Linked DNA regions of Mus musculus: all the other regions are linked to region 4. The links are chromatin contacts, called in public promoter capture Hi-C maps. All regions are on one chromosome and are shown on one strand. Each heading gives the region's core, a stretch centred on a gene start, on an enhancer-like site or on the middle of the called end of the contact. The rest is flanking DNA. Distances are from core to core; before and after follow the strand shown.

Region 1 (5,322 bases), core at 1,464-3,963, 340 kb after region 4:
TGTGTTAGCAACCAGAATTACCCATCCAGCCTGTTTTCCAGACTTTCCTCCTGTTACTTATTATCAAGAAGTGTCTCTGATTTTTCTGTTGTTTGAACAACAGTTGCTGTTCAGATTCATTGAGGATGAGCTACCTTTCAAGGCCATATTAATTACAAAAGGAGGGTTTTTTTCTCTCTTTGAGACAGGGGTCTCACTGTGTATCCCAAACCAGCCTGGATGAGCACCTGAGGGCTACGATTATAGTCATCTCCCACCAGCCACTCTTAGGAAACTACTTTAAATTGTCTAGGGATCTTATGCAGAGCAGCAGGCTCACATAGGTGGGAACCTTAGGCACAGGTAAGGGGGAAGATGAGGGGTACTCAGGGCAGGCGCAGCTGAGGCTGCCATGCTGCCACTTAGATGTGGACAAGGAGGAAGGTATAGGGGCCCTATTCGTTCTATTGGCCTGACCTCTGGAGGTGCAGAGTGGGAAGAACAGATGTCTACACAAGATGTTCCTGGGATGACCTGATAGAGCACAAAAAGCGGGGAAAGGAGGCAGGAGTGTGCACATATCACAAGGCATGGTTGGCCTCCTCAGAATCTTTATGGCCTGGAGTGGGCTGGGTCTGGAATTGGCTATTCTCAGAGCCTAATGAGAGGCACTAGGTAGGAGCTCCTGCCTATACCTGGCCCCACCCCAGAAGACCTGAGGCTTCTAGGACTGGGCAAACCACAGCCCATATGAGAAGCTTAGGGAAGCCTTGAGGTTACTAGCTCTCCTGCTTAGGCAGAATGGTCATAGGATGCACAGGGAGAGCTCTCCATGGACACATGACAGAGACCCACATTGAGACCCTTGGCCTCCCACAAGGCATCTAGCTCCTCAGAGTGCATTCATCTTTGATCTTCTCAATAAAGGGCTCCCTGCCTGTCAAGACCCAAGGAAAGAGGCCGAGCTGTCCCGTGGTAAGCTTGGGTGCCTCTGCTCGCAAGAGGCGGGTGGTGTTCCCCTGCCTTGTCGGCAAGCCCTGTGTCAGTCATGACCAGGGCTGAGGTGGTTGCACTGGGCACATTGCTCAGGATTTCCAGGAAGTCCCCTTACACTGAACAGATGTTCACCTACGTCGCATGCTTTCTAAAGACCAGCGTCATCTCCCGACAGCCGCCATCTGACCTGTAGCCTCCAAGGCAGTTTGTAGGAGACTGGGTACTTGTTAGACAGACCCTCTTGTCTGCTTTAGGGGGTCATTACCAGGAAAGAACTCACATGTCAGCAGATGTGTCGATTTTAGATTGCATCCTCATATTTATGAGGCCCTTTATTCTCGTACTCTCAAACAGTGCATGCTATTTAAAGAGACGTTTCCAACTCCCAGGGTAGTGCATAGACCCCAGAACAAGAGAGCTGGGAAAGGAAAAGGCCACCATGGGCGTCAGGGAGGTAACACTCTGCCCTTTGCTGCTCTGTGCCTCCTCTGGTCTCCCGGACATCCCAGCCAGAGTCTCCTGCACTGTCCGAAAGGCCCTGACCACCTCAGCCGTTAAGACAGAACTCAGCCACATGTTCTCACACTTCTTGTTTTCCTTATTAAGTAATATTTCTTTCTAACCAAGGAAAAATGACTTGCTTTGATTAGGATACCCATCTTTCATCCTTCAGCCACATGTAATGGCAGAGAAGGAGCCTCCAGCCACGGGAGTGACTTCTTGTGAAGGAAGCCACAGACAGAGTCTAAGCTGAACAGTGGAGCTCTGTAGCGTTGCTTGTCAGGGTGGGCAGGAGGTGCAGGTTCCCTGCTGCCACCCTCAGCATGGACGGACACAACCTCCCCTCACCTAACCACTGGAAGGTGACAGAAAAATAACAAGACTTACGTTTGACGGTGCCTCGGGACTCCTGGAAACCTGCTGATTCCGAGCCCCATCCTAGAACCTCACAGTCATGGGTGTCCACCTGCCCAGTTCGAGTCCCAGGGCTTGTGACTCCCTTACCCCTGTCCACCAGCCAGCAAGACTTCCACAGCCCCACACTCCGCTTGCGTCCGTCCTCCAGCGTCTGGTACACCCAATTGGGGGTGAAGGCTGCTGCGTTGTTGAGGATGAGGGAGACCAGGGCCACCAGCACAGCGGTGGCCACAAGCTTCTGGAGAGTCATCTCTGACTTCCAGGACTGTCTATCTCGGAGAGTTCCAAGTCCCAGTCAGCCGCTGTGCATCCAGAGAAAGCCAAGATGCTGCTAGGGGTGGCTAGAGGACATCAGCACTCATCCTTGGGAAGCTATGCGGCAGCTCCAGCCCGGCACAGGAGGATGTCGCCCATGGGACGGGTCCAAGAGAGCTACTCACAGCCCTGTCTTAGCCTGCCTCTTGAGCCTGGAGCAGGGACAAGCCTGTGCTGAAGCTGGTCTCCCCAAGACCCATTCCAGGGAGAAATCTGGGGCACTGGCTGCACCAGCGAGAATCCAGAGTTGTAAGTGGGTCGTCTTCTTTGGAACAGAGGCCAGGGAGGCTGTGTCCACAGTGCCTCTTGCCTACAGCAGTGGAAAATGGACAGCAACTCGGGAGGCAGGCACAGCGTGGGAATCAGCCAGGTTACGCGCCTCAGAACGGGCTGTGGGAGCCAGTCTGATGGAGGAACAGGGTTGTGGACGCAGTGTGGGTTTGGCCACCTCTCTGCTATGTATCCCGTCTTGGTATCTCTGCCACAAATGGCAGGTCCTGAAAAGCAGAACGCCTGCCACAAGGAAGCATGTGTATGCGCGTATGTGTGTGAGCTCCCGTTTCCCTGTCTCTCAGCAGAGAGGAAATGGTTGTTTTTGAGGCTGTTTTTGGTGAGCAGGAGGGCGTAGCCAACTGCAACAAATAGCAGCCCTGCCACAGAGCCAGACACTAACAGGATGTGCTTCCTGATGGGAAAGGCCTGGGGAGACTTCAGAGGCCTGCTCCAGCCCACCACTGGCTGCCCCTCCCCATCTTCCTGTCCCATAGGAATAGTCAGGGATGCCAGCCAGGACACTCATCTTCTTACCTGTTGCCGTCAAACCTAGCCAGCTGTGCTAGGTCCCGGACCAGGGGATGCTGCAGACAGCACGGGCAGGCAGAATCCTCAGGGACTAGGTGTCCATCCATCCATCCATCCATCCATCCATCCATTGCCTAAGGCATGATAGGTGCTGTGAATCCCCAATGTCTAAAGCAGTGGTTCTCAGTCTGTAGGTCATGACCTCTTTGGGGGTCAAATGACCCTTTTACACGGGTCACCTGAGACCATCAGAAAACACAGATATTTGCATTAGAATTCATAACAATAGCAAAATTACAGTTGTGAAATAGCAACAAACTAATTTTATGGTTGGGGGTCACCACAACATGTGGAACTAATGGCAGGACAGAGTAAGGTGTAGAGGCACCTGAGGCAGGCCACCATCTGCTGACAGAGATCCATTCACCTCAAGGGAGCAAGTGTACTCAGACCTTACAAGGAAGGGGAACCTTGAGGAACCTCTGCAAGGGGTTGTTCTTGGGCTGGCAAGAAAAGGTGGGATTCTGTAAGGGGTTGTGCCACCAAGCAGGCTGGATAGCTGATGTGACTTCTGAGCAGCCAAGTTTGCTTACTAGCAAAGTGCTCGCTCCCCTGAGGCTGGACAGAGCGACTGTACATTTGCTCTCCTTCCTCATAGCGCTTCAGCTCTGGTAAATAAAAGCCACCAGGTCTGAGACTGTGTCCCGCCTCCAGAGCCTCCCACCAGGGTTCCAGAGCTGCATAAATGAACACAAGAACGCAGGAGCTGTGGGCTGAACCATCTCAAACACACGTACTGCACCGCACCGCACCGGGCAGGATTGGGACAGCCTGGTGCTGACTAGTGCACTGGCCGGGACAGGCCGGAACCGACCTTTCCTGTCTTCATGAACTGACATGCTGGGCCACCCCCTACTTCCTAGTGTGGCTGCCTTCAATCACACGTTCCCATATATAGTCAGGCTCCTGGCACTCCTTAAGTTTACATTCCAAAAGGCAAGGACTCTGTCTCTGTCCAGCCTTTTGACTGTCAGCAGTTCTGAGAATGTAAGTCCTCTGAGGAATAATATGATTTTTCACCCTCAAGTTTGTAGCAAGTGTCATTGTGGCTTATTTATATTTTTTATTCTTATTGCTCAGGGCCTGAAGGAAATTTACGCTTCATTCCAGGTCTCTGGGCCAGCCTCCCTGTGGGGTATGTTCTAAGTAGGAGGGACTTGACAAGCCGTGTGGGGTGCCATCTACCCTCAGCTTGTGCTATGACTCCGAAGGCACTTAAGTGGTACAGCTGTCATTGTTTCTGCCTGTGCCTCCCCCCAGAGGCAGAATTAGGGTGCAACATCTCCTACACAACACTTCAGAGATGAAATATTTGAAAGGAAGGTCTCCCAAAGTCTCCGTTAAGAGAACATCTATTTTCCTCCTTTATTTTTTGGGTGGTTAGTAAATGGCTAATTCCCGGTGAGAACCGAGAAGCTGTGTTAAGATTCTCTAACTCTCAAACTGATGACATCCTCCTGTCTCAGCATTGTACAGCTGGCCCTGAAGGCTGCAGGACACGTGTGGGCATCTCAGGGAGGGAAGGCCCTTGCACCAGTTCTGGCTTTGACTTTCCTGAGCTGGGTGGGGAGGAAACCAGGGCCCTGATCCCCACCTGTGCTTCTAGGAACTTTTATTTGCAGGTGTCTGTCCCCTAAACCATCTGCCTATCTGTGTAGGAGGGGAAGCAGGGAGAGATGGACTTAGGAGGGTCCTCTCGTGAGATATGAAGCTCCTGTGTAGGAGGGGAAGCAGGGAGAGATGGAGTTAGGAGGGTCCTCTCTTGAGATATGAAGCTCCGGTGTGGCTGGTAGGAAATCTCTCACCCAGAGGGTTGACCTTTCTGCTGTCTGTTGCCCTGAGTCAGACCTTACATTGTTACTGGAGCTGCATGCTCATCCAGCCCCCACCCCCAGCACTGTGCCACCGCCATGGATTCTCAAGCACACACACACACACACACACACACCCATAGTCGAGAGGAGCATCACAAACGTAGCTCAGCCTAGCTGGTCCCCGACTTGCTCACTCAGGACAGGTCCAGCTGAGTGTAGGTCCTCCCAGAAAGCAGTAGAGGGAGCCAAGCCAGCTCCCTCTGTGGCCACATCTGCTTCTCATCCAGGCGCCTGTAAGCTGATGAAGTACAGATGTGATTCCTCTCCACAGTGTAACTCAGACAACAGGAAATTCTCAAGACTTGGACAGGGCTGAGAGGGTGTTTACTTCTTAGAATCTCTGCCAGATGCACAAATCCCAGAACTCGACACCGGAGTT
Region 2 (5,052 bases), core at 2,201-4,700, 260 kb before region 4:
AAACTGGGCATGGAAAGAGTCCCAGCGTAGAGTAGCCAAAAAGTCTAGGTTGGCCAGGAGGGGCCTGCATAGTCCGGTCAGGTCCAACTGGCCTGACATGCTAACCTGAGAGTCTCACTTGGACCCGGGTATTGTTCAGATACATCCTCTTGGCGTCACTATACCAGGCAGTCCTGATTGCCCAATGCAGCCTCAAGGGCCAAGTCTAACCCAGCACACTGTCATTGAAGGCCAAGCAGACGACAGCTTTCTGATGGCCACCATACTCTCTCTTGATTTCTCCAGTCTCTACACACCAGAGCCGGGCTAGGTTGTCAGAAGAAGCTGTAAGGAGAGATCAGGCAGAAGAGAGCTAAGCAGCTGTGAATGGCCTCTCTAGTGGACTTGGCAATATGGGGATAAGGAGGGCAGGGCTCACCTGTGACAATGTACTGGGAATCCCCTGAGAAGGCACAGCCCCACATCCAGCCACGGGATGACTCTCCAGGGTTACTACTCTTGATGCTAAGCTCTGTCATCAGGGAGAAGTTGGATGTCCTCCAGATTTTACATGTCTGGTCAGCTGAACAGGTGGCAAGAAGCCTGGGGTTGAACATGGGGTGTCTCAGTAGCTACTACTACCTCATATCTACTTACCACACACCAGGTCATGCCCACAGCTTGTAGATTCCCCTTTCCCCCAGGACCGTACACGCACGTGGAATCAGGGCTGAAGCGGCATTGCAGGGCATAGCGTGTATGGGCTGGGATCTTGGTCTTAGGGATGAGCTGAGTCACATCGTCACCAATGCCCCCTGTCAGGTTCCAGACATAGCAGTTTCCCTATAAGATAGGAGGGCAGTCATTCAAAACCCAGACCCTCAGATATGGATTGGGGACACCTGGGCCAAGGCCTGAAGGCCAATGACATCCTGGGTCATGTCTATAGGAAATTTAGCCCCAACAAGGAATCGAGCCCAGCCAGCCAAAAGCAGGAGGTCACACTAGCCAAGTCAAACACAGCTCCCCAGAGGCTGCTGCTGGCCAACAGAGATGTGCAGGAGGGGAGGCAGTAACGAGGACACAGAGATAGATAATGTGACAACCCAAGGATGGGAGGAGGGAGTGCAGATACGTGGGACAAATGATGTTCTGGGATTTAAAAGGAAAATAGGAGACTAGAGATGAGAGCAGGGCCCAAACTAAAGCATCCACAGTCCATGAGGAGTTGCTTCTTAAGGTCTCAGAACAGTGCAGCTTGCCAGGAAGACTAAAGGATACTTGCATGGTTGAAGGGGGGCAGAACAGGCATCCCAGGAAGGCCACAGAGAAACTTATTAGTGTCAAGGATGAGCAAAGCCATGGACTGGAACACGAAAGGAGAAATAACTGGCCCTGATGGGTGGGGCTATGGCAGACCGCAAGGTGGACATGAGGAGTGGTACCCAGGTGCCTGACTTTGGGAGCTGGGTGGAAGCTCAGGGAGGCCTGAGAGAGAACCAGGGAGTCAACTCAAGTGCAGAAGATAAGGGGCTAGGTGCCAAGATGCCCCCGGAGCCACTCCCAGCACTCACGGCACTATTGACGGCTGCCATGTAGCTAGCATCTGGGTCGATGTGAGCAGACGTGATGGAAGACTCAGGCTCGGGAATCAGCTGCTCATTGTGGTCTGTCTTCAGGTCCCAGATGTGGATAGCACCGCTCTGATCACCCACAATGAGTTCTGCCTAGGATGTAGGGGAGGGAGGTGAAATGTAGCAATACTCTTGTCCTCTAAAGTCCCCACCCCACCCCTGACACCTGGCCCCATGAGCATTCCTCACCTGGTTGGGATGCAGACACACGCAATTAATGGGTGCGTTCACCTGGAAGATACGCTGACACTGCAAGTTCCGGGACCTGTGGGGAGTTAAGGTTACACATGGCTTCTAATGGATTTGATCCATGCCTCTACCAAAAGCCCCCATTCTCTGCTCAAAGGAGTTGCTTCTACCTTAGGAGAAATGGTTGTGAAGTTTAGCTCTTTCTCCACAAGCTTGAGGTCAGTGAAAAGGGAAGGAAAGTCTGGCCCCCTAGCCTCAAGGCAAGGCTAGCTCTCTGATGTAATTCTATTCTGCTTTCTACCTTCCCTCCATCGCCCGCTCAACCCCTCTTGCACTAAGACTAACTGATTGCAGAATAGCCTGCCCACAGACAATCCCCTGGCCTGCCCACTCCCCGGGCAGCCGTCCTCTTCAGCCCAACACACAACACCACCTGAGGTCCCAGATGCGAGCTGTGCAGTCCTCGCCACCTGTATACATCCAGCGACCATCCTCGTGAAAGCCCACTGATGCAATGTTCTTACTGACTCCGTCATAACTGATGATGGGGTTGGGGTTATTGGAGTTGAGATCATACATGCGGATATGTTGGTAACCTAGGGACACAGGGGGAATTGAAGCATGGGTGTGCCAGGTAGAACTACGGCCAGTAAAGGGTCAGAGGTCGAGAATCTCAGGTACCTGCAGCAGCAATCATGCTTCGGTCCGGAGTAATCTCCAATGCATTTACCTGCTGAGCATGTTAAGGATAACAGGAAGAGAACCCAGAGAGGGAAACCTTGGGGCTACAAGGCCATCAAGACCTCCACCACCTGGCCTGAGTTTCCCCAAACACATATCATTCATACTTAATTCTGGCCAGCACCATCCTGCTGCCAAGAGGAGGATACAGAGTCCTGATGCTGCACTGTTCGAGTGCAGATTCCACTGTGAGCCTGCCAAAAGCGCACCGTGTGGTCATAGCCTGCAGTTGCTAAGATGACAGGGTCACTGCCCACTGTGCCTGGGGTGGTATTCATTGTTTGATGGCTGGAGAAAAAAAATGAGACCTGCACTGGGCCAAGAGGTGATAAGTAAGGTCCAAAGGTCAAAACGTTTGGAGAGAAAAGATGTACGCATAACAATCTGCACACTACAGTGTACCGGTATTAACTTCACTTTAAAACTAAGAAAAATAAGAGTGTTCAGGGTCACGCTGACAGTCTCAAAAAAAAAGACTCCGGCTACTTTGCTCCCGGGAGAGTGTTCCTTCAGCTTCACCCTCACGCTTGGAGACGCCACCTCGCCAGCAGCCAGCAGGAGGCAGTCACACGCAGAAGGCCATCGCCCGGGCGCCGTCTCTCGCAAGGGTAGGCAACGCATGCGCATGGCGACTAAGGAAAAGCCCGGCACTGCTGCTGCTGAGCATGCGTAGTTGACCGGCACTGGGATCGGATGGGTGGGGGCGCTATCTGGCAGGACCCCCGCGCTCCCCAGTGCTCTGCACACCGCCCTGGCTCTGTGTTACCGGCCCGATTACCCCGACCGCACTCTCCTAGCCACCCAGTGGTCGGTAGCAGCCCTCATCCCGTGTCCCCCGTACCTTAACACACGCTCTGCACTCTGCCTTAGTCCAGGACGGCGAGGCGAGGAGGAGCTAGTCGATAGAAGCCGGGCCGAGCGTAGAGCTATCGATAGTAACTCCGGGCGAGACCATGGGTCCGGGGAGTGGGGGAGTTGAAAGGGATACCAGAGTTCTGAGACGAAGAACTCCAGAAGTGATCGTGCTCAGAATGGCCATCAGCCGCGACGCCACCCTTCAACTCACTGGGAACTACAGCCATGGTACTGCTGCCTATTTTCCAGACTTGGCTCCCAGAAGGAATTACACTGTCGTCGTCCCTCCACCCCCCGCAGACATACACAATCACCTACCCTACCAACCAAGCTAGAATTTCTAGGTAATGCAAAATTTTCAGATAAAAATCATTTTTTCTTTTCTTTTTTCCTTCCTTCCTAGCTTTTCTCTCTTTCCTTCTTTCTTTCTTTCTTTCTTTCTTTCTTTCTTTCTTTCTTAATTTCTTAATTTCTTAATTTCTCTCTCTCTCTTTTTCTTTTAGTATAGGCATATCTCAAACACTGTACTAAAAGAATTACTTTCTTACAAGAAGTTTGAATGCAACTGGGCAGTCTGTTACTTCTATTTGCTTTATCTGGTAGCCATAGTCTAGACCCTTTCAGCCTGATCCTGAGGGCACATAAGCTAGCCCAGAAACTCGTTTAAAACTGCAGACTCTCATGCCTCCATTTTTTAAAATTTTTAATAATACTTTTTATTTAACCCAATATATAAAAATATTCTTTTAACACATTCAACATAAATATTTTGTGCTTTTTTATTTTAAACTGAAATATAGTGTGCATCATGTTCTTGTGAATAGTTTCAATTTAGACTAGATAGATACATTACAAGCACTCAACAGCTTTATGTGTCTACTAAATAACATTGAACAGATAGGTGTAGAACATCTGATTCAAGAACAGCAAATTAGCCGGGTGGTGGTGGCGGCGCAGCCTTTAATCCCAGCACTTGGGAGGCAGAGGCATATAGGAGAGAATAATATTTATATTCCTAGCTGGGGAAAGCCTAGCTGGAATATAAATATTATTCTCTCCTATATTACATCCCAACTGCAGTTTCCTCTTCCTCCCCTCCCCCAAGCCTCTCCTCTCCTCTCTCCTCTCTCCCAGATTCACCCCACCACCACCACCACCAAGTACTTCCCCTCAGGAAAGAGCAGGCCTCCCAGGGACATCAACCAAACACACACAAGCTACAATAAAACCAGGCACATACTATCACTTTAAAGCTGAAAGAGGCAACCCAGCAAGAGGAGAAGGATCTCAGGCAGCAGAGTCAGGGACAGCCCAGCCCTGTTAGGATTCCAGAACACCAAGCTTATATGCAGAGGACCTAGGTCAGAGCCTTAGCAGCTCTCTGACTCTGCAAGACCCCAGGAGGTCCACCGGCCCCTCTGTGTTCTTGTGGTGTTCCTGACCCCTCTAGTTCTTCTAATCCCCCCCCCCTCCTCTGCAGGACTCCAAACTCCGCCTAGTATTTGGTTGTGGCACTCTGCATCTGTCCCCATCAGTGGCTAGGTGAAGTCTCTCTGGTCTCTTGGTGACAATTCTGCTATCATGCCTCCATTTTTATTACCCAGCTCTACAAAGTTGTCCTTGCTTTCTCATGATCTCTTCCCACTGCACCAGT
Region 3 (5,076 bases), core at 848-3,347, 380 kb after region 4:
ATGGTGGCATTCTGGAGGCAGAGGGTAGAGAATCTTTATGAGTTCAAGGCCAGGACAGCCAGAGCTGTCAAAAGCACCAAAAAACAAAACGAAACACACAAGAAAGAATTAGTCCCAACTACTTCCTAAGGATTTACATTTGCCTATCAGCTGGAAAGCTCTTCTCTTCCCCTGCTGAACAGCCAGTTACTCATAGGATGTCCCCGATCCTGCACAGATAGACACCAGGCCTTCCCCTGTTCTGGCCTGTTGGCACAAGTCTTTTTCTTTTCTTTCTTTCTTTCTTTTTTTTTTTAAGTTTTGATATTTTATGTGTGGGTGTTTTGCCTGTATACTACATGCACGAAGAACCTATGAAATCAGAACAGGGTGTCAGATCCTCTGGAACTGGAGTTGCACTGAGTTGTGAGCAGCCATGTGGGTGCTGGGAACTGAACCCAGTCCTCTGGGAAAGCAGCCAGTGCTCTTAAGCACTGAACCATCTCTCCACCCCCACACCCCAGCAGTTTATAAAACCCCAGCTTCTCACAGCCACAGATCCTTCCAAGGACTGCCATTCAACCGGATGTGGGACCTGGGTACACAGGGATCCATAGCAGCAATGTGGTAGATAAACATTTAAAACCTGACATGTTAGCCGGGCGGTGGTGGCACACGCCTTTAATCCCAGCACTTGGGAGGCAGAGCCAGGTGGATTTCTGAGTTCGAGACCAGCCTGGTCTACAGAGTGAGTTCCAGGACAGCCAGGGCTACACAGAGAAACCTGTCTCGAAAAACAAAAACAAACAAACAAACAAACAAAAAAACCCTGAAATGTCCTGATGATCCTGAAAGTGCCACAGAATAAAGAATGGGCCCAGTAGAAGACAACAAGTGACCTTTAGGGCATCAGCTAGGGACAGTGGAGACTCTCTGAGTGCTGATCTGCAAGGAACCCTATTCTTCCTCCCAGCCTTCAACAAGAAGGAGTGAGGCCAGGCTAAGATGCAGGGTCCTTCCCCTTACAGTTTTAAGGTGTTGGGAACCTTCTCAGAACTTGGGCGCCCTGTTGCTCACTAACTGCTCACCCAGCAGTGCTCTCAATGGCTTCCATCAGCACCAGGAAGGCTTGGTCTGGAGGGCCATCCAGGAAGAAGCTCTCCCAAAGCCGCTCCAGCTGGCCACCGGGGGACAGCTCCAGCCAACCTGGGCTCAGCTTGCTGACCAGACATCTAAGGACGGCTGAGAAGTGGACAGTGGCAAACTCCTCCTTCTCCTCAGGAAGAACTGGATCCTCGGTTCCACCGAGGTATCGTTTCAGAGTCCCCAGGGTAGAAAGGATATGGCCAGCATCCTCTGAGGATGAAAGGATGTGAATGGCTTCCTGGACGGTGAGCCGGACAGCAGACAGGGCTGGGTCCATCCTGCAGAACAGGGCTGAGGGTCCGAGAAAAGCATGTTAGAGTGTCAAGAATTCTTCCCATGGCACCCACGATGTTAAGGGAGGAAACAGTTGGGCCGGTTCCAAATCTCAGGCCCCACCCCCCTACACACACGCACTTACTTCTGCGCTTCCAGGCGCTTCACTCACAATCTCACTCACGCTCTCCCGTCCTTCTTCCGGGTTTCCCGCCTGCCCGATGATCTGACAGAGCTTCAGTCCCGGACTGCACCGGTGCACTGTGGCTGTCTCCTCTGTCAAACCCACTGATAGTTGGATGAGTGAGTGGCTTGCCAGGGTGCAATAACTAAAACTCCTCCTCCGTCTGCAGCTCCAGGTTAGCACCCAGCCCCCTAAACACGAGGCCTTCGGCTCGTATGGGAACTGGCCATGCTGCAAGGCAGGACACTGCAGCCCCGACTGGACCAACCACTCCTACAGGGTTCCTCTGGCCAGCATGCTTCAGAGCCGAGGCCACATGCTCCCTCTTGCGCGCCGCTGATTCGCCACGGCACCAGGACCACGCGCCAGATTCAGTGTCAGCTGAGGGCAGCTGTGAATTCGAGTCGCAGAGCTCACGTGAAACCTGCACGGATATTTAGAATTTCTGGGGCTGATACAAACGCGTGGCTAGGGACGAATCAGCGGCGCGCCAACGCGCTGATGACCGCAGCATCTGCGCCTGCGCAAGAGGAGGAAGAGGCGTGGCCTAAGAGCCTACGGTGGGCAAGGCCTGAGGGCAGGACTCCGGTAGGCGTGTCCGCTCTATTGGTCCCCTGGTGACTGCTGTCTCTGTTTTCCTTAATTCTGGAGAGACTTTCCCCAGCACATTACCCCACTATGCTGCCTTGGGTCGGATGACTTTCCACTCTAGAGCACTAATCAACTCTCTAGGCGCCCTGAGGGAAACAGAATAAGGAAGCCAGGAACAGCGGATATGGCCAAGTTGTAATGCGGATGCGCTGATGTATTTGGTGGTACACAAGGGTGCACGTTTACTGCGAACACGCAAACTGCGTCTAAACTGCCCTAAATGAAACACCACTAGCTGAGTAAACACCCAGGGATCCTGACTGTCGTCTGAACTTAGCAGTGTGAAACATTCCATCATGGCAGAACTTTTCTTGACCATCCTGATCTGGAAGATACATTGAGGGAGCAACATTTCAGCGGAACTGGGTGTGGGTGGAAATCTGAGCAAGCTGTATTCATTCAACATCATCAAGCAAAATTACCCTTCCTGAGCAGGAAATGAGCCCACTCAAGGCTTAGCAGTTAGCAGAGCATACCAGGGGCCAGAGCGATTATCTTAGAGGTTAAATTACGTGTGGCTCTTGCCAAGGTCCCAAGTTCAGTTCCCAGCATCCATGGAAGTGTTACCGATCAGCCAGCCAGGATCTCTACACAAATAAAAACTGGGGTTAGTCAAAGAGAAGGTCTTCAAATGGTAGCTTTCTTTTTTTTTTTTTTTTCTCCATGTTTGGCCTCAGTGAGAGATGGCAGATGACTCCCCTAGTATTAGGGGACTGGAGGCATTGGGACCCTTAGCCCTAAAAGTATTCTAGCTCTTACGTAGGTCAGGAATCCTTGGCTCTTTCCTGTGGCTGGTGCAGCTTCCACTAAGCAGATTTGGTGATTGTAGGGACTCTTCAGCCCTACAGCTTTACAATTTTTGTGTAGACCTTCGCTCTTAATGACAGCCAGTGTTAAAATTCTTGGCCTAGGGTTGAGACCTCTTGGCTCTCTGGAACTCATCTGGCATCCAAGGCTATGCCATCTCTTCTCTGGTTTAGTCAATTATCCTCATTCAGTCTCAGTTTCTGCACTCCCCTGATGCCTTGGCTACTGCTTCCTCAGCTATGACAAAACTGACTGTCCTGTCCCTTTTGTAGCTTGGCCTGCCAATTGCTCAGCTGTCTCTGCCACCTCTTTTTTTTTCATGATAACAGCTTAGCCCACATTACTGAGAGTAGGCAAGCAAACCCTGGAGAGGAGCCTTTTACTGTACCTAAAGCTGCAACAAAAGGGAGGAGATGAGGAAAGTCTCTCCCAGAGGGAGTCAAAGCGGCTGCCTTCAAATCCTGAAAAGGGGCACTTCCTCTGCTAACAGTCTTTGCACCAGCCTCTGTAGTTCCTCAGCTAGGCCACCAGAGGACGTGTTCTTCTCAACCTGGTCGAAATGGTTGCAAAAAGCCTTGGGGCTGTATCTTCCAGACCTGAAGCAATTTGCAACCTTGTAGTTTTCTCAAGGCCCTCAGAGTTTCCTGGATAGTCAGAGCTGGCATTAGGGCAGGCCAGGAGTTGTTGACTGGCAATTCTTTTGCTAAAGCCATCCAGAATGGAAAACCTAGCAGTTGCTAGTTAAGAGCTCGTGTCACCTCAGCACCCAATATTTTTGCTTATTTTTCTGGAAATGAATACCAGAGTGCTTACAATAATAAATGTTAACAGTGCTTAGCCCCTGGCCAGTGTTCAGGCGGAGATGGGTGTCCTTATTTGTTTTAGAACAAAGGGGTGTTAGGAGGATCCAGTCTTCACTTAAAAGTAAAGGTACAGGGCTGGTGAGATGGCTCAGCGGTTAAGAGCACTGACTGTTCTTCCAAAGGTCCTGAGTTCAAATCCCAGCAACCACATGGTGGCTCACAGCCATCTGTAATGAGATCTGGTGCCGTCTTCTGGGGTGTCTGAAGACAGCTACAGTGTACTTACATATATTACATTATTTATTAATAAACAAGTTTTTTTTTAAAGTAAAGGTGCTCCGCTGGCAAGCTTGATCCCCTAAGTTCAGTCTTCAGGGCTCACTTGGTGGAAAAAGAGAACCAACTCCTCAAAGTTGTCCTCTGCCCTTCACAAGCACACACACTCATTGCTCCCACAACCACACACAAACAAGAAATGAATGTAATGGTAATTGTTCTTCAAAAAGACTAGACCTGGGAGCTGGGGAGAAGGTTTACTAGGCAAAGTGTTTGATGTACAAACATGAAGATCTGAGTTCAAATCCCCAGAACCCAATATCAAAGCCAAGTGAAGAGGCATGCATCTGTGTTGCCAAGGAGATGTAAACAAAGTCTACCCCCCTCCTTTTACAGTACTGATGATAAATAAGCTGAAGTACATTTCCACCAAAGTTGACTCTGAGGAATCAGTGAGTTTATTAGGCTTACTGACAGAGCAATGGGTGAGGGGGTATAGGCAGTAGCAGAGGTGACCTTAAAGCAGTCACACTGGAAGGTCTGCCCCCCAACAGACCCCCATGACTGTGTAGATAGAACCCTTCCCTAATTTTTTCATATCTCTATACTCTGTCCCTTCTCTGAGTCCCCCATGGCTACAATGAACTAGGGCAGACTTGCATATAACTGATTGGGAGGAGGCTGGATACTCAAGTGAGTATCCCCTGGCCCTCTCTGTCCTTCCTCTATGAGGTATCACCAAGTCCCGGGCATGATGGTCATTTCCAAGTTGATGGTGACAGATGTCTTGGAGGATAGTCCTGCACAACAATCTGTGACCCCAGAATCAGAACAGGGGTGTAAGAGAATAGTGTGTGGAGAAGAGCCTGCCAGGTAGCCAGTGAACCCGAGAACTAGTGAGGTGCTGTTTCAAAATAAAATGAGGAGGTGGAGACCTGAGTAAGGCATGCGACTTAA
Region 4 (5,259 bases), core at 2,177-4,676:
GTGGGAGCCCATTCCTGTATCTACCCGACTTTGACATCTTCCATTTCCCATCTGGCCAGACTGGTCTCTTCAGGTTGCCAGGGGGCTAGCCATCTGCAGGCTTGTGGGGACTGTGAACTGACCTTAATTCTGTGTCTCACAGATGAAGTTGCTGCCCTTTCGGCAGAAGAAGGCCCACATCATGGAGATTCAGCTGAATGGTGGCACCGTGGCTGAGAAGGTGGCTTGGGTTCAGGCACGGATGGAGAAGCAGGTGCCTGTACACAGCGTGTTCAGCCAGAGTGAGGTTATTGATGTCATTGCTGTCACGAAGGGCCGGGGTGTTAAAGGTAGGGCCCAGTAGAGACGGTGGCTCCAGGAAGACTGGTTAGCGGGGCCTGGCGTAGCCTCTGAGCCGCCAGCCAATCCCATTTACAGGGGTGACCAGTCGCTGGCATACCAAGAAGCTTCCAAGGAAGACCCACAAAGGCTTGCGCAAAGTGGCCTGCATCGGCGCCTGGCACCCTGCCCGAGTAGGCTGCTCCATCGCCCGGGCTGGGCAGAAGGGTTACCACCACCGTACAGAGCTGAACAAGAAGGTGTGTCCATAACTTTGAGGACTTTCTAGTGGGGTGGCATGACTCACACATGGATTGAGTTCATGAAATATTACTAGTTCCAGAGTCTGAGCATGTGGGCCAAGCGTGTGACTGGCCATGTTGCTAGCCACAGAACCTACCTCTGGTCCATTCTATGCTGTTTTCCTGCCAGATCTACCGCATTGGCCGGGGGCTGCACATGGAAGATGGAAAGATGGTCAGAAACAACGCATCCACCAGCTACGACGTAACTGACAAGTCAATCACACCCCTGGTGAGAGCCTGGCCAGGATGCCAAGTGGCATCTGATGGGAATCAGGGACAGGGGACAGCTCCATTTGGGTGCCACCCTGCCTGAAGAGCTCCATGTGTTTTCTACAACTGGATGTTGCCCCCCACACAGAATAGGCCCCAGGTCCTGGCAGGAGGGAGGTACTGGGAGAGCTCTCGCACACTTGAAAGCGTCAGTTCTCACCTGCTCCTGCACGCTCATAATCACTGTGAGGGGCTGGTATTCTGTGCCCATAGAGTATGGGGTCTCAGGAGTGAGTCCAGGGCCAGAAGGAAGTAGCTGCGGAGTTTGAAGCATGTGTCTGCTCTTTTTAAAAAAATACATACAGGGTTGGGCGTGGTGGCACATGCCTTTAATCACAGCACTAGGAAGGCAGAAGCAGGCGGATTTCTGAGTTGGAGGCGAGCCTGGTCTACAAAGTGAGTTCCAGGACAGCTAGGGCTACACAGAGAAACCCTGTCTCGAAAAACAAAAAACAACAAAAACAACAACAAAATACATACAGCATTTCATGTAACCCAGGTTGGGCTCCAGCTCCCTATATGGCTGAGAATGATCTTGAAAATTCTCCTCTTCCTTTCCTTTTTTTAAAAAGAAAGATTTATTTATTATGTATACAGTGTTCTGGGAAAAGATTTACTATGTATACAGTGTTCTGCTGCATGTAGCAGGCCAGAAGAGGGCACCAGATCTCATTACAGTGGTTGTGAGCCACCATGTGTTTGCTGAGAATTGAACCCAGGACCTCTGGAAGGACAGTCAGTGAGCCATCTCTCTAGCCTCTGATTCTCCTTTTTCTACCATCTGAGTGCTGAGAGCTTATGCCACGATACCCTGTTTTGTTGTTTTTATGTATAGCACTGGCTATCCTGGAACTTGCTTTGTAAACCAGGGTGGCCTTGAACTCAAACAATCCTCCATCTTCTGCCTCCCAAGTGCTGAGATTAAAGGTGTGTCAGTACCACTCGGCTAAAGCCGTTTATTAAGGTAGTGCTCAGGATGGAACACAGGGTCTCATGCTAGTCTAGAATGTTTCAAACTGAGCTCTCTAGTGAGGCTCTCTCTGGTACCCAAGCTGGCCTTCAACTCAAAGTGATCTCATATCCCCCTCTCAAGTGCTGGATTTACGAGTGTATACCACCGTGCTCAGCAAACCCAAACTTCTGAGCATCAGTGTGCCCACAAAAAGGCATATTGTTAAATGAGATGACACAGGAAAGATACTTAGTATTCAGTTGAGATGTTACTGCCCCCTGAGGAGTGACCCAGTGGGAAGGTATTGTCCCTGCACCCTGGGGTCTGCGCATAGGGCTCCCTCCCACTACAGCCTCCTAACTTGGCTGCCCTGTTCCTGGCTTGGTGTGGTCTGTCTCCCTGTAGGGTGGCTTCCCCCACTATGGGGAAGTGAACAATGACTTCATCATGTTAAAGGGCTGCATTGCAGGTACCAAGAAGCGAGTGATCACTCTGAGAAAGGTCAGTGCTGCTTGGCAAGCTGGGGAGTGGACTCCAGTGGCCTGTTCTGTCCTTTAGCGTGCTCTGTGGTGGGTTGTGTGGTGGGAGAGTAAAGGAAGGGGGTCTGGCAAGAGCGAGGGATTGACTGAGTCCTCCTTGGTGTGAACTGGAGGTCACAGGAGGAGTCGGGGCCCTCTGTCCTTGACATCTCTTCTCTCTTGGATACCCAGTCCCTTCTGGTGCACCACAGCCGCAGGGCCCTGGAGAATATTGAGCTCAAGTTCATTGACACCACTTCTAAGTTTGGCCACGGATGTTTTCAGACAGCGCAGGAGAAGAGGGCCTTCATGGTGAGCTAGTCCCACTTGTTCCAGAGAGGAACTAGAAGAAGGGGCCTTTTTAGCAAACCAGTAGAGCAGGCCCTAGGTGGCCCTGGCACTGGCCGTAGGTAGTATTTCTTGACTGACTCTCCTGACTAACTCTCATCTTGTCTCCTCACCTTAACCAGGGTCCCCAAAAGAAACATCTGGAGAAAGAGAAGCCGGAGACCTTGGGAAACATGTAAGATGTCTGGAATGGAGCACACCTGGGATGTAGCACTCTTGCTATCTGTCCGGTCCTTTTTGTTCAATAAAGTCCTGAGGCAACTCTCTCTGTCTGTCTCTGTGTGTCTGTCTCTCTTCCACATTCCCTGGGAGGCTTGATGTAGATCTTAAGCCTGGGTCGGAGGTTGGGTGATCCCAGACGCGGGCGCAAGGTTTAGCGCCAGATAAGAGGGCTATAGATACAGCTGGGTAGATGCGCCTCCACGCCAGTTGCACAATGGTATTAGTAGTAGCTACCATTGGCTAGTACCAATGTTTATAGCCTAGCCGCTGTACTGGAGCTTAGCATAGGTTTGGCCTTCATCTTAACAGCTAAGCTTCCTGGGAGCGGCTCCCTGGGCGGGGCCTTCTAGAGGCGGAAGTAAGGACGTGATCTCTGGGTAAACTTGGCTGGATGGGTGGGGTTTAGGGCCTATGGGAGGAGAGACTCCTTGAGGGCGGGGCTGCTAGGAGGCGGCCGTGGGGAATCCAAGAGTGACTGGTCCCCTCTAGGGGCGGGGCTTATGGCGAATCGGAAAGTGATTGGTTATTGGGACTGGGTCGGGTTTGAGTCCAGATCTTAGGGTTTTACCCGGACCTGGCTGGGAGCTTTTGCCTGTCCCGTCGCGACCATGTCGTTCTGCAGCTTCTTCGGAGGCGAGGTTTTCCAGAATCACTTCGAGCCAGGTACACCCCGTGGCATTAAAGCATACATTGCCTCCTGGGGAGCTGTGGAGTTCCCGAACCGGGACTGGGCTAGTGTGGTTGCCGAGGAGAAGCGAGCCTGGGAAAAAAGAACTTGGAGGAGGGGAGCTGGGTGGCCAGGGCATTCTGGAGCAGGAGGACTTGAGAGGAGAAGGGACATTCCGGTAGACTCTGTTCTCGAGGGGGACAGGCCTTGAACTTCAAATGTAGATCTCTCTGGGGGATTCTCTGGGCCAGATGCGTAAGGGTGATGCCACCGGATGGTGTCAGAGTGGTCTGAACTTTAGAGCGGAATGATGGTGGTATGTGGTCCAAGGTCAGTGTTGGAATTTGCCCTGACAATGTACCCCCTCGCCCACCCCACCCCCCCGCCTGCAACCCCTGATTTGCTTGGATGAGCGGACAAGCTCTGCACTTGCTGTTCAATCCGGAATGTGCTGTCCCAGATGTCTCTCCGTCCTCTGCGTTGGTTGTCAATGGGTTCTTGCCAGCATAAATGAAGTTTGACCAGTACTGTGAGAGACGTTGCTTGGCTCCCTTCTTGCTGGGTTCTGCTGATCTGGACTAATTTGGTAAAAACTATGGCACTGGCGTTCCAGGGGCAGGATCTGTTTGTTAGATGTCAGTCCTCTAGAGGGCAGGGCTGTGACAATGGGCACCTCTATAAGCCAGTTGTTGTAATACAGGGTTGCTGGGAAGAGACCTCCCTTGAATTCTTTTTGGCTACAACACTCCAGTTGCCCTCAGGCTACCCTGGCAAGCTAGACACTCACTCAGTTTTGCTTCCTCTCCAGTTCCTGATACAGGTTGAAAGAACAGTTCAGACTCCAGGGTGTCTGTCCTCAAGTGGTGGGTGACCGATGATTCAGTACCCTGCAGGTTCCCATTTTTAAGTCTTTCAAACAGTTATGTAATTCAGTTTTGCAACCATCCTTACCCCTTCCACTCATGTGATCTTTTGGGGACAGGTTGAAACCTTTCTTCCCAGCTGCTGTTTTCTGGGGTTCCCTATTTGGCTTGGAAGACTGTCCTCTAGGGCCAGTCTGTTCCTAAGACCGGAGCTGATATCCATGGTATCCAAGACTGTTGACTAGCAGAGATGCCCACTTGAGAAAGAGGACCAAGTGGTTACACTGGCAGTTAGGAGCCCTACTGTGTGGAGCTTGTCTAAGGGTAAAGGGAGGCCACTATCCGACTTCTGGGAGTTTTCTCTTGGCCACGTACTGTATTGTGTGTCTGCAGCACTGGCTTCCATTGTCTTGTCTGTAAGTGAAAATGTTATCTAGGTGTGGTGGTTCATTTGTAATGCCAGGGGATAGGAGGCTCAGGCAGAAGGATTGCCTGAAATTTGAGGTCAGCCTGGATTACATAGTTTCAGGCTAGCCTGAACTACAGTGTAAAACTTGGCCTAGTTTACTTCTCTGTTGTGATAAAAACACTGATCAAAACCCATCTGGGGAGGAAGGAGTTCATTTCAGTTGACAAGTTACTGTCCACCATTGAGGGAAACCAAGGTAAGAACCTGGAGGCAGGAACTGAGCAGAGACTGTTTACTGGTTTGCTACTCTAGTTTGCTTGGCTACCTTTATTAAACAGCCTAGATCCACTGGCTCAGGAATGGCACCGCCCACAGTGAGGTGGGCCC

What was found. Promoter capture Hi-C pulls out the DNA fragments that hold promoters and counts their contacts.
Region 1: a contact with region 4 is called in a promoter capture Hi-C map of stem cell-derived epiblast-like cells, with 5 times the contacts expected there. The contact joins the promoter of Tmem204 here to the promoter of Msrb1 in region 4. A contact is called at or near these places in 18 of 39 promoter capture datasets (the 3T3-L1 cell line, the HPC-7 cell line, HPC-7-derived erythroid cells and 11 more), 2 of 484 Hi-C or Micro-C datasets (embryonic stem cells and uterus) and 1 of 9 other capture datasets (liver).
Region 2: a promoter capture Hi-C map of pre-B cells shows a contact between it and region 4. The contact joins the promoter of Mlst8 here to the promoter of Msrb1 in region 4. A contact is called at or near these places in 9 of 39 promoter capture datasets (the HPC-7 cell line, the SN4741 cell line, embryonic stem cells and 5 more), 2 of 15 datasets of contacts at CTCF or cohesin (embryonic stem cells and pro-B cells), 10 of 484 Hi-C or Micro-C datasets (B cells, CD4 T cells, embryonic stem cells and 4 more), 20 of 115 datasets of contacts at active chromatin or transcription factors (the 230-238 cell line, the HPC-7 cell line, the SCID.adh cell line and 12 more) and 3 of 9 other capture datasets (adipose tissue, liver and macrophages).
Region 3: a contact with region 4 is called in a promoter capture Hi-C map of second pharyngeal arch cranial neural crest. The contact joins the promoter of Telo2 here to the promoter of Msrb1 in region 4. A contact is called at or near these places in 8 of 39 promoter capture datasets (cranial neural crest, frontonasal cranial neural crest, hippocampal neurons and 5 more), 4 of 484 Hi-C or Micro-C datasets (the C2C12 cell line, CD4 T cells, CD8 T cells and 1 more) and 2 of 115 datasets of contacts at active chromatin or transcription factors (the SCID.adh cell line and embryonic stem cells).

The regions. Positions count from the first base shown.
Region 1 is chr17:25,078,401-25,083,722 of GRCm38.p6, forward strand. Tmem204 (transmembrane protein 204) reads right to left here and starts at 2,714. Exons shown (of 3, transcript NM_001001183.1): 1 at 1,864-2,714. The coding sequence starts at 2,143. The region is part of intron 18 of Ift140 (intraflagellar transport 140); the gene reads left to right.
Region 2 is chr17:24,475,628-24,480,679 of GRCm38.p6, forward strand. It overlaps Mlst8 (MTOR associated protein, LST8 homolog (S. cerevisiae)), which reads right to left and starts at 3,451. Exons shown (of 9, transcript NM_001252464.1): 1 at 3,385-3,451; 2 at 2,693-2,831; 3 at 2,484-2,535; 4 at 2,236-2,398; 5 at 1,803-1,878; 6 at 1,554-1,706; 7 at 698-822; 8 at 419-582; 9 at 1-324. The coding sequence starts at 2,821. The coding sequence ends at 206.
Region 3 is chr17:25,113,870-25,118,945 of GRCm38.p6, forward strand. Telo2 (telomere maintenance 2) reads right to left here and starts at 2,098. Exons shown (of 21, transcript NM_001163661.1): 1 at 1,544-2,098; 2 at 1,068-1,416. The coding sequence starts at 1,402.
Region 4 is chr17:24,733,167-24,738,425 of GRCm38.p6, forward strand. It overlaps Msrb1 (methionine sulfoxide reductase B1), which reads left to right and starts at 3,427. Exons shown (of 5, transcript NM_013759.3): 1 at 3,427-3,596. The coding sequence starts at 3,542. It overlaps Rpl3l (ribosomal protein L3-like), which reads left to right. Exons shown (of 10, transcript NM_001163945.2): 5 at 143-329; 6 at 418-578; 7 at 751-852; 8 at 2,251-2,346; 9 at 2,556-2,675; 10 at 2,834-2,977. The coding sequence ends at 2,890.